Regions from separate parts of the Mus musculus genome. Here all the other regions are linked to region 3. A link is a contact called in public Hi-C and promoter capture Hi-C data. All regions are on one chromosome and are shown on one strand. Each heading gives the region's core, a stretch centred on a gene start, on an enhancer-like site or on the middle of the called end of the contact. The rest is flanking DNA. Distances are from core to core; before and after follow the strand shown.

Evidence for each region. Promoter capture Hi-C pulls out the DNA fragments that hold promoters and counts their contacts. Hi-C and Micro-C count contacts between places; a contact is called where the count stands out from the background.
Region 1: a contact with region 3 is called in a promoter capture Hi-C map of liver, with 3 times the contacts expected there. The contact joins the promoter of Scrn2 here to the promoter of Ttll6 in region 3. A contact is called at or near these places in 2 of 39 promoter capture datasets (liver and pre-B cells) and 2 of 115 datasets of contacts at active chromatin or transcription factors (embryonic forebrain and pancreatic cancer cells).
Region 2: a contact with region 3 is called in a Hi-C map of cerebellum, with 2.7 times the contacts expected there. The contact joins the enhancer-like site here to the promoter of Ttll6 in region 3. A contact is called at or near these places in 9 of 39 promoter capture datasets (the 3T3-L1 cell line, the C10 cell line, cranial neural crest and 5 more), 1 of 15 datasets of contacts at CTCF or cohesin (stem cell-derived epiblast-like cells), 16 of 484 Hi-C or Micro-C datasets (the HL-1 cell line, cardiomyocytes, cerebellum and 10 more) and 7 of 115 datasets of contacts at active chromatin or transcription factors (the NIH/3T3 cell line, embryonic basal ganglia, extraembryonic endoderm stem cells and 4 more).
Region 4: a contact with region 3 is called in a promoter capture Hi-C map of embryonic stem cells. The contact joins the promoter of Pnpo here to the promoter of Ttll6 in region 3. A contact is called at or near these places in 4 of 39 promoter capture datasets (the 3T3-L1 cell line, embryonic stem cells, hippocampal neurons and 1 more).

The regions. Positions count from the first base shown.
Region 1 is chr11:97,028,385-97,031,210 of GRCm38.p6, reverse strand. It overlaps Scrn2 (secernin 2), which reads right to left and starts at 1,259. Exons shown (of 8, transcript NM_146027.2): 1 at 1,156-1,259; 2 at 622-795; 3 at 150-331. The coding sequence starts at 795.
Region 2 is chr11:96,860,736-96,863,439 of GRCm38.p6, reverse strand. Copz2 (coatomer protein complex, subunit zeta 2) reads right to left here. Exons shown (of 9, transcript NM_019877.2): 9 at 2,237-2,577. The coding sequence ends at 2,530. It overlaps Gm11523 (a long non-coding RNA gene), which reads left to right. Exons shown (of 4, transcript XR_880183.2): 4 at 1-998. Among named protein-coding and RNA genes, the nearest start is that of Mir152, 12 kb to the right of the region's middle. Within about 2 kb of position 1,344, at least 187 of the 459 cell types and tissues checked have an H3K27ac peak or open chromatin away from gene starts, as enhancers often do. A contact at or near this core is called in the HL-1 cell line, the NIH/3T3 cell line, cerebellum and 12 more, where this site is marked.
Region 3 is chr11:96,132,349-96,135,135 of GRCm38.p6, reverse strand. It overlaps Ttll6 (tubulin tyrosine ligase-like family, member 6), which reads right to left and starts at 1,350. Exons shown (of 15, transcript NM_172799.4): 1 at 1,175-1,350; 2 at 228-265. The coding sequence starts at 1,350.
Region 4 is chr11:96,942,581-96,945,563 of GRCm38.p6, reverse strand. Pnpo (pyridoxine 5'-phosphate oxidase) reads left to right here and starts at 1,545. Exons shown (of 7, transcript NM_134021.2): 1 at 1,545-1,833. The coding sequence starts at 1,696. It overlaps D030028A08Rik (RIKEN cDNA D030028A08 gene), which reads right to left and starts at 1,418. Exons shown (of 6, transcript NR_003293.3): 1 at 1,350-1,418; 2 at 471-719.

The sequences.
Region 1 (2,826 bases), core at 10-2,509, 900 kb before region 3:
CTCTAGGCCAAGGGAGGTCCTTTATCAGACTAGGAAGATATAAGACTGCAGCCGCCTTAGAAAGGCCTCAAGGGCAAGGCCAACAGAGACAAGCCCAATAGACTCAGGCTAGGTGGGAGGAAGTGGGGCACTGAAGAGCAGCTCTCTACCTGAGCAGGTCCATACCCAGCAGGGCTTCCCCCTGCCCCACAGGCTCTTTGGTCCACACTGCTTCGTTTCCAATGCAGACACCAAGCTCGTTGGCCCCCATCTCAGCTCCCCACAGCCAAGAGGGGCGGCTCAGAATCACAGCGTGTGTCTTCCCCACCTGTTCCACCTCGATATAGGTACACTGGAGGTAAAGAAGAGAGAGGAAGAATTCAGTGAAAAAAAAAAAAAGACCCAGAACTTACACTGCCCGGACCCTTTGTCAGCCACTTTAAATGGCCCTGAGAAAGGTCTTATTCTCAGGTCACACATAAGTAAACCGAGTTAGCAGAAGCTAACTCCACTCAAGGGTCCAGGTTGGTGGACTGGAACTCCGTACTCGTTCCACTCCATCTGCTCCCGTCCCAGGAGCAAGAAAACGAAGGTCTGGGAATAACGTCTCAACCTTCCAGCTCCTTCTAAGTCCTAACCCACCTGAAGCCGGCTCCCAGGGACGTGAGTGCCTGCTGGTATAAACACCACCTCCTGCACCTCATCTCGGGGCCGGTCTGAGTTCTTTGCAAAGATTACAGCTGGGATGGCTGAGGCCGGGGGCACAGAGACAAAACAGTCGCAGGAACAAGGGGCATCGGGGCTCGACGACGCCATCTGCGAAGAAGTGGAGATGTTCATGTCCCTCAAACCTCTCCACAGTCTTGGCCACCGGTGGGGTGCAGGGCACTCTCCTCCCCACGTGTGCACTCTGAGAAGCCTGACGCTCTGGGACAACAGCACTGTTGTCAAAGCGTGGTGTGCACTAACAATGCACTTGGCTTGGAGTCAGGCGACAGAGCAAACTCTGCAAGTTAAGAGCGTCTGTTTTGGAGTCCTAGCCCTTCCAGGCTGACTTACAGGGTAGTTTCTAGGCACTAAAGCTGGCTCCAAGAATCCCACGCTCCTGCGCATGCCCACATTCACGCGCCTCTTCCGTCCACCCCTTTCCAAGTCCTCAGTGCCTCGGTCTCTCACCCTCTCTGCATCCAAGACCCCCAGGCTCGGTTCCGGGCGCCACTTCCTCCTCTTCAGGTCAGATCTGTTCCCCTGGACCCAGGTTCTCTGGTAGGTGACCTGGAAGGCCTTTGTCCCCGGGGGCGGGGCCGGCACCGGCACAGGACACCTGCAATGTCACCGTCTTCCACGAGGGTGCGCGCTAGCTAGCACCACTTCTTAGAGCTGAGAGACCTTTCAAATCCTGCTTAAGAGTCCCGGGCTTTCTCTACAGCCTTATCAGATAAGAGTCATTAACAGGAGGTGGAGCTGAAGGAGAAAAGAAGCCCTAGTGAAAAGAAAGAATGCATAAAGTAGCCAACACTGCTGGGAGTTCTAGAGATTAAGGGAAAACTTTCACTACCTGCTTCCTGACTTGAATTTCATAAATTACGGTATTGTTTATTTTATTACTGTTTTTGTGTTTTGTTTTTTAGAGACAGGGTTTCTTTGTGTAGCTCTGGTTGTCATGAAACTTGCTCTGTAGAATAGCTTAACCTCAAACTCACAGAGATCCGCCTGCCTCTGCCTCCCAAGTGCTGGGATTAAAGGCGTGCACCACCACCGCCTGGCACTTATTTTACTAATTTTTAAAATTTGTATTTTTATAGGCTAGAGAGATAACTGGGTGCTTCAAAGCTGCCGTTGAGGAGAACATGGGTTCGAGTATCAGCTCACAGCTGTTTGTAATTCGTTTCAGTGAACCTGATGCTCTCTCTGGTCTCCATGGACTCCAGACACACATGTGATGCTCAGGCAGGCACACATACAGGCAAAACATCAAAACGCATAAAATAAGTTTTTTTTCTAAATTTTGTAAATATGTGTGTGGGGATTACATGTAGGGGAAGGCATGTGCCCACAGAAGCCAGAAGAGGGTGATCTATCCCTTGAAGCTGAAATCACAGATGGTTGTGAGCTGCCTGGCATGGGTGGTGGGAACCAAACTCAGGTCTTCTGCAAGATCAATCGTCACTCTGAACTTCTGAACCATCCTTCTGGTCCCTTTTTTATTTTTTTTATTAAAGATTTATTTATTGTATATGAGTACACTGTAGCTGTCTTCAGACACAGCAGAAGAGGACATCGGATCTCATTACAGATGGTTGTGAGCCACCATATGGTTGCTGGGATTTGAACTCAGGACCTCTGGGAGAACAGTTGGTGCTCTTAACGTTGAGCCATCTCTCCAGCCTCCCCTTTTTTATTTTCAACCTTAGATGCCATATCTTTTGAGCTGTGCACCTCGTTTTGTTGTCATTGTTGTACATATTTTACAACTTTGAGAGACTATCTGTGTGTATACATACATGTGTGCAAGTGCACACCACCATGTAGGTGTGCCTTTGTGCAGACTAGAGGTCAGCACTGGGTGTCTTCCTCGGTTGTGCTCCATCTTCTTCTCTGAGTCAGGGCCTCGGATGAAGGCCGAATCTTGTTGATTCTGCTTTGGTGGCTGGCCGGCCGGCCTGCGAGCTCAGAGAGCCTCCTGTCTCCACCTCCACAGGGCTGGCATTATAGTTCCCGTGTTGGACATGGAACCCAGGCCTTCGTGCTCATGTGGCAGGCCTGAGCCATCTCCCTGACCCCCGTGTACTCCCATGTCACAAGGAGACGTACACAAAACCCGCCTGTCTCCAGAAACCCAAGTTC
Region 2 (2,704 bases), core at 95-2,594, 730 kb before region 3:
CTTCCCGAAATCCCTCAGGCTCCGGCCAGTGGCCACGATGATGAGGCTCTCATCTCGGAAAAGCTGGTGCAGCGGCCAGGGCTCCGGGCTGTCAGCCAGGCCTGCTGTCTAGGCGGCTCCACCTGGATGCAGAAAGCGAGGGGGGCAGGGAGACGCAATAGCCAGAAGACTGGACCTGCAGACTTGGGGTCATCACCACTATGGGAGCTCAGCTCAACGCAACCCCCCAGTCGCTGCTTTGCTAATCCCTCCCTATGGGATCAGGGTAGTAGCCTTTAGCCATAGCAAGTCAAGGAACACTTTCTTGTTACCTTTAACCATCTGTAGCCTAGGCTGGTCTCAAACACAGTAAATAGTTAGAAAATGACTTTCAACTTCTGATTCTCCAGCCTCCACCTCTCAAGAGACGAGATTATAGGCTTGTGTGTTCCACACCCTGTGAGGACCAAGTGCGAGTAAGGAATTCAGATATTGTAGTATAATGAGGAGTTTTCTATCCCCTATCGAGCGGAAGCTGCGATATACTTGTATATTCGAAACTTTCAGGGTCTCGGTGTATCCCTTAATAGAATGTGGACAGTATCGTGTAGTTCAGAGAGTTGTGTGAGCCAGCCTTCCTGGAGCTCCTAGCTTCTGCCTGATGCTTCCCATTCCCGTCCTCGCACAACTGAAATTGCAGGACCAAGTCAGGTCAGGCCGGGTTGCCAGGAGGCAGTTTACTCCTCCGGGCCTTGGCTCCATCCATGGTGGAGCCAAGTGCTACGGGTGGCTGAATATTTGAGAAATAATCCAAAGAATGTCTTTTCCGTCACCACACTGGCCCCTGAACTGCACAATTTTATTGTGCCACCTTCCCCCTCTCTCAGGATTGCCTTTTTGCAACTCTGGGCTGTGTGCACAGCGACTCTAGAAAGACACTATAGTAAGCGTTTACAATGAGTAGATAATCATCCCCGTATCTTCGTAGAGTTCTCTAATTACAGACGTAGTCAAATTCAGTATAAATATCTGTTTTGTTTTGTTTTGTTTTGTTTTGTTTTGAGATAGTGTCTCACGCAACCTAGGCTGATCTCCCACACTCACGGCCTGGAAATGACAACCACCGGGACAGGCTTTTATTAAGATCCAAGGCTCACCACTATTTTTATTACGGCGGCTGCCAAAAAGCTCTGCGTTGGGAGAGAAGTCGCGGGAAGTCACGCGTGATGGTTGCCAGGGCAACGCACTGGCTCTGGTGTCAGAGATCAGTGAGAAACACCGGGAGGAGGGTCGGTTCCACCTCAGGGGCGGAGTTATCGAGGCCCAGGACCCTGAGGTGTGCCCGTAGTACCTCCAGGTGGCGCTCTAGGACCACGGATGTGGTGAGGGGGCGGAGCTTCCTGCTGCGCGATGCTCCTGTGAGAGGCGGGGCCGGGGCGGAGCGTGGGAGCCGCTGAAAACCTCCAGGGATCCAAGAAGATGACACCCCACGCTGCCAAAGAAGAGTCCGCGGCGTGGAGACGCCGAAAGCGTATGGGTCACAGGAAAAACCGAGAGAAAGTTCAGAGATTGGGACTAGGGTAGGAAGGGGGTTCGGGATGCTCAGAAAGTTTATTCATCTCCATCCTTGAGATGTGTCGCCGTGAATCTCCTTCCGTCTGTCGCCTCTCTAGACACCCCTGTCCGTCCCTCCCCCGACCCCCGTCCTTCGCCTCCTCGTAGGTACACGGATGCTCTACACACACGCGCAGTGGCCACCACTCGGTGCCTTCTCGCCCCCAGATAGAGACAGCAAATTATAGAGCTCTACTGCCCAGGATCTATGCCAAGATAAGAATTCCGCGGTCCCAGGCGCGCCAAGAAAAATAGCCAAACAGTTCCTGGGTTTGTCAGAGTAAGCCTGACTCCCTTCCTTTCTGGAGCCTAGAATGGAAAAAACGACTCAAGGAATCCCTAGCGGAGCCTCCCTGTGGGTACTGCACAGACAAAATGGAGAAGCCATCTTCACTCTCCTTTTCCTGGAAGAATATTATTCCTGTTACTATGACTCTTACCATGCCACACCGTCGTGTTTAACCGCTCAACTACTCATGCAACACCAGGGTATCAGTGTTGCACCCCTCGTGTTAAACACAACCCTTTCCCTTGACCCACTCTGACCTCATTCACAGGTGTAGTGTACACGCGCACGTACACCACACACACACACACACACACACACACACACACACACACTTCAAAGTCAAGAAAGGAGGTCTTTGGGGGGGAAAAATGTAAGTTTATTAAGGCCTAGGACTGAGGATGTCAGAGGTCCGAGGGGAGGCAACTTTGCTGGTTCCCATGGCCCCAAGGCCAGGTTAGGATGCTGAGTAGGGGTGAGGGAGCTGGGGTCAAGCTTTTGCGTCTCAGAATCCCTGGCAGGAGACCTCAGGGATCAGTTCTGAGAGAGGCCTGAGAAGGCAGAGTGGTCTCTCTTGCGTCTTGAGATCTTGGGGCTTACGCGGGGACTGGCAAAAGTTCTCTGGGGAAGGAGCCTTGATTCCAAGGTCTTCATTTCAATAGCGACCATTTAATCTGTTCCTTGGCTGACTGAAGAACCTGAAGTGAGAGTAGGAGGTTGGGAGAAATATTTGAGAATGTCAGTGATTGGAGGTCGACAAGGGCGCCTCTCCAGCCCTGGCCACTAGATGGCAGCAGCTTGCCTCTTCTTTAATGAGATGAGGTT
Region 3 (2,787 bases), core at 101-2,600:
CATTTGACATAGTTGAGTCTTGAGCTAGCCTGAGCTACACAGTGAAGCCCTGTCAACAAACATGTACGTAAATACGCAAGACTATGGGCTGTGCACAATGCCCCTGTGATTTTCAGGAGACTTCCAAGCATTCTGAGACCCTGTTTATCACCCTCGGGCATGCCCAGGACTGGCCCCTTCCCCACCCTTCAGTCTCCATCACAGACCCCTTGAACAGAGATACTTACCGCTGTCATACCGGCAGTTAGATAGATTGATCACCAATCATCTGGAAAAGAGAAAAGGGCAGACAGCAAGACACAGACAGATACCCAGGCCAGAACACAGGGCTGGGGCCAGACACATGTGTCCCAGTGGCCACACCAAGCCATGCACCTCACAGTTCCGTTACTCCATGTGTTACAATTGCCTTTGCTTGCGATTTTGTGTTAACACCATTGCCTCAACCCCCTTTTTAATTTTGTCAGTGATGGGACTTGAACCCAGGGCCTCCTGCCTGAAAGTGAGGCACTAGACACTAGGCTACACTCCCAGTGGTCCCTGTACTTTTACACCATCAGCCCATTGGGGACAGAAATTTTATTTTATTTATTTATTTTGGGGTTTGTTTGCTTGTTTGAGAAATTTTAAAAGGCACATATTTTTTACTAAAATATTGTCTCCCCCTTTCCACTAAGGGAAGCCATTTAGAAGATAGACAATACTCTCTTACAAGGCAAAGCAGAGTATTAACCCAGAAACGGAATGCGCAAGCTGCAGCTGCCAGCCGCCGGGGCTGGCAAGTCACTGTGGTCCTGTTACACTGCAAGTATGTGAAATTCCCAGGACACACGGGAGCTTGCGCTTAGGAAGGGAAATTTTTTCCTTGCTCCTTCAGCAAGGAGCTCCCTCTCCACCCAGTCTTTAAAAGGCATTGCAAACACAAATAGAAGGAAAAGTACAAGGTGTGATTCGAGGTTATGCACACTATTATGGGATGCCATAAAACAGAACACTGAAATTGGTGTGAGCCAGAGGAGACAAGCCCTGTGTCCCCTTTTCCTCTCATCAGCCAAGACCTTCTTCCCTTGGGCCCTTCCTGCTCTTATCAACACCGACACCACACACACACACACACACACACACACACACACACACACACACGCCCCGAAACTCCTCGTTTTTCAATACTAACCTTTTTTTCTTCCTCTTTTTCTTACCATGCTGCTGTGCGTTCTGGAGCCTCTTTTGTGTGTTCTCTCTCACAAAAGCCAGGGTGACAAATTCTTTTAGCTCCTCCAGATCTTCTGTGGAACTCTCCTCCCTCTCTTCAGCCCCTTCCTCACTTTCCGAAGTCAGGCACTGTAGCATCTTCCTAGCCCTGGAGGAGGCTCTGGGGAAACATCAGTCCTCCCTGGAGAGAAGGCAGAGCGATCAGCAGTTGTGTGGGTCCACCTGAAGGGGGCGCTCCTCCCTTGCTCATGTCCGTTCCCAAACAACTGGTTGTAGTTTATAAAAAATGCTCCCCGCTCCAAATGCGCGCTTGGTGCACGCTCAGGGAGAGAGCTAGTTCCACCTTTGGCAAAGACTCTGACCTTGGGGACTCACCTAGCCAACCCTAGCTTTGGTTTTGGCCATCTGGGGTTTTCTGAAAGAGGCCGAGCTGCTGCTATGCGCTGTACCACCTGGTAAACAATCTTATTATTAAAGTCAGAGTGCGCCTGGAGACAGCCTCAGAACTCAGCTTCAAGCCTTTCTATCTGAGGGACTGAGTCCCGAGGGGGCAGTGGAGGTGGGCTGAGTTCTGTTAACCCTTACAGTGCTGCATTCGACTTCCCACAAGGCAAGATGCAGGCACGAATAAGATGCACAGGCGGCTGTGAATCAACAGATGTCCGTTCCCAACAATACTGAGAATGGAACTAAGAGCTTCTGGAAAACTAGTACTCTTAACTGCTGAGATCTCTCTCTCTCTCTCTCTCTCATTCTCTCTCTCTCTCTCTCTCTCTCTCTCTTTCTCTCTCTCTCTCTCTCTGTCACACCACACACACACACACACACACACACACACACACACACACAGCGTTCTGCCTTCACAGTTCTTTAGGAGTACAGTCTCTGCCTCTGCCTCTGCCTCTCTGCCTCTGCCTCTTCCTCTCTGCCTCTGCCTCTCTGCCTCTGCCTCTGCCTCTGCCTCTGCCTCTCTGCCTCTCTGCCTCTGCCTCTGCCCCATCTGCCTCTGCCTCTCTGCCTCTGCCTCTGCCTCTGCCTCTGCCTCTGCCTCTGCCTCAGCCTCTGCCTCTGCCTCTGCCTAACCCAGATTTTCCTGGCCCCGTTCAGATCACAGCCCTCACACCAAGGCTCATATGGCCATAAGGCCCATTTCACAAGGCTCCCACCTCCTCCCTTCTCCTCCCCACCAACCTCCACGCCTTTAATGCCCACACTCCAGCCTCTCTCTCCTTTAGTGCCCACAGGCCTCTCTCCTTTAGTGCCCACATGCCAGCCTCTCTCTCTCCTTTAGTGTCCACAGGCCTTTTGCCATCTACTTGCCTGCCCTGCTCATACACATCCTTTGGATCAAAGCTTTTAAAAATGAATATCTTTATCTTTCAGTTTATTGCTGAAATCATGTTAAATAAAGGAGGCCTTAAAGCTGGGAGGGCAGACATCACCTGTGGCTCACCTACTCTACCAAAGCATCTTTGCCTTGGCTGTGAATTCTTAAATTCTAATTGTAATTATTCTGACATCATTTTAACCATCTTGGCACCTTCTTTCTGCCCACATAATATATCATAAAGGCGC
Region 4 (2,983 bases), core at 296-2,795, 810 kb before region 3:
CTGTGCAGCTGGTATTAATCCCATGATCCTTTCCCTCTGCCTCCCAAGGGCTGGAGTCCCAGCTGTGTGGCGCCACACCCAGCTCATGATCCTGTCTTGGAAGTCTCAGTACCTAGGAAGCTCTTGCTCCAAAGAAAGAGCAGCCCCGGGAATAGAAAAAGAGAGTGGACCTTATAAGGGATGCTGATGACTAACTACTACAGTCCACTGCAAGAGCCAGACGACTCTCCCCATCCTGCTCATGGGAGAAAACGACAATGCACCAAAAATTCTAGGCTAGCCTCACGTTTACTATGTAGCCAAGGCTGGCCTTAGTCTAAGTGCTGAGACAACCGGCAGGCATGCACCACTTTTCTCAGCAAGCTTCCTTCCTCTTGCTTCTGTGCAGCAGATTGCGCTGGCTCAAGCTGTAGACAGAGGATAATGAGTTCCCACTGCAGACACCAAGGCAGGCCAAGAAGGTCTCTTACCTGGCACAGTGCTGGGTGCCTGTCTACATGGCTCTTGGGGCTCCCACTCCGGATACTGGTAGACACCAGGGCTACAGAGTCATCTTCCACCACGGGCTGCCCCAGGCAGATCAAAGCTGGAAGAAGCGTTGTGAGGATTTCCTACTTCTCTCTCAGCCAGACATCCACCACGTGAAGTCAGCGTGCAGGCGCCGCACCTGTTCCCTGTATCCTTGGCTGGCTATTGCCAAAAACTATGCCTCCCACTACCTAGAAAGGAACAACAAAGAAATAAAAACAGCAACAACAACAAGAAGAAATATGAAAAGGAGGAAATAACCAAGTTGAAAGAGGTTTAGGAAAGGGACAGCCCTTCCATCTGTTAGAGCAGTGGCTAGTAGTAACTCCACTGCATTGGGTATAGGATGCCCTGAGCCCAGCCCAACCCTTAGGAAAGGGTTACAAGTTAGAAGGGAAGACCATTCTGCTCTGGGGTAGCCTGATTCCAATTTCTGTCTTCTTTCTATTCAGCTGACTCCCTTCTCGCCTCAGAGTCTCCTTCCTGACCCCAGAGTGCTTCCCCAGTCCCCAGAGTATCAGCCCACCACCACGACCCTCAGCACCTGCCCTGCGGTTTACAAGGCAGTTTCAGTCTCTCCTTACTCTCAAGCCACAATCTTCTCCCTCAGTCTCTCCCTGTGTCCCTAACACCTTTGCTTCCGAGTCCGGCCCCCAAACCATGTTTTCTTGCCCAGTCTTCCAACCTCCGCTGCGCCAGGAGGGGATCCCTGCCCTACGTTCTTCTTCAGTAGCCCGCCACTGGCCGGCCACTTACTGCGGACCTCTCCTCTCCAGCCCCGAGACTTCGCCCCGCCCTCGCCTTGGCTGCTGTCCCTATACCTTTAACAAACCTCCACGTGCTTCTTAAACGGCGGTGACAGCATTTCCTTGTCTCTCTGCTCCCGCCCCTGGAGGCGCTGCCCATTGGCTGCTGGGTTCCTTCATTCCCGCTCTAATTGGTCTCGCTCCAGGTAACTCAAACCAATAAGCTCTCCAGGTATGGATCCCTGCTCTGGTCCTGGACAGCTATTGGTTGATCCTAGGCACCTTGGTTCCGAGAACTTAGGACTTACTAGCTTGTCTGGGGCTCTAGTAAATTCTTCCTTCCCAGGCTAGACACACAGGCTGAGCAATTGGTTCCGAACCCAGGGCCAGGCGACGCTGGGTCACGTGGCCGACTGCTTACATGACGTGCGGGCTGCTGAGCGTCACTGTGACGTTCAGGAGACCTGCGAAGTGGACGGGCTACCTCCGTCACCTGTGCTGTCGGGGTGCAGTCATGGACCTGGGACCAATGCGCAAGAGTTACCGCGGGGATCGAGAGGTGCTGCCGCTGCCGCCGGGACACGGAAAGGGGGTGTCCCTAAATTAGCAAAGGGTTGGAGGAGCGCCTTGTGCTTTCAGGGGCCACTTACAAGGCAACGGGATTTAGGGGTCACCCTGATGGGAGAAGAGGGTTTCAGAGACAGCTACTGGGGAGGGCCTCAGGGGAACCGTGGATTAACGTGTACTCATAGACCCCTTGACATCAGAACCCACCTGTGTTGGAACCCAGCCCTTTTCTGACTGTCTCGCTGTGGACAATTTATGCTCTTTGGGCCTCAGTTTATCCACCTGTAAAGTGGTGATACCTACTTCACAAGGATGCTGTGGGTTTGGGGGTTTTCTCATTTTTTACATTTTTATACATTTAGAGTGTACATGTGTTTATACATGTATGACAGGCGACAACTTTCAGGAGTTTTTTGGTTTTTGTTTTTGTTTTTTTTTTTTTCCCACCATGTCGTAGGTCACCAGGAATGAACTCAGGTTGTCAGGTTTCGTGGTAGATGTCTTTACCAGTCTATATTTAGGCATTTGTAAAATGCTTAAAACAGTCATAAACGTGATATAAATTTATAAAGGAGCGGAAGCTGGGCTTGTAGCTGAGTGTTGTGGAGTCTTGCCTGGTGTGTATGAGGGTTCTGGGTTCCACCTTTGGCACCAAATGAACTAGGCACAGTGGATCCAGAGTTCAGGGTCCGGCTACACAGTGAGTTCAAGGCTAACCTGGAAGCTCTTCGTTTTAACCTCCCTCATCATGATCTTCTCCCCACTCAGGTCAGGGACCAAGAGATCAGTTCTGGGATTGGGATCCAGAGCTACAGTGGCCAAGTGTGCTTATCCGTGAACATCTGCAGGAGTGCTTGACTGAGATGTAGGCTCTTGTGAAACCTTAGAACTACTTCATGAAAAAGAATGAGGTGACCCACAGGAACTTCAGCACACTCCAGCCCTGGTTCATCCCTTCCTCCTTAGGAGACTCAGGGACTTACTGGGCCGTTTTATGCCTGTTTCACCATCTGTAAATGGACATAGAACCTACTTCCTGAGTAGTGTTTTGTTTGGTTGGTGTTTTTTTCTTTCTCTCATGGTCATCATTATGATGGCTAAATGCATTTACATTTGAAAAACATCTCAGCCCATTGCCAGGC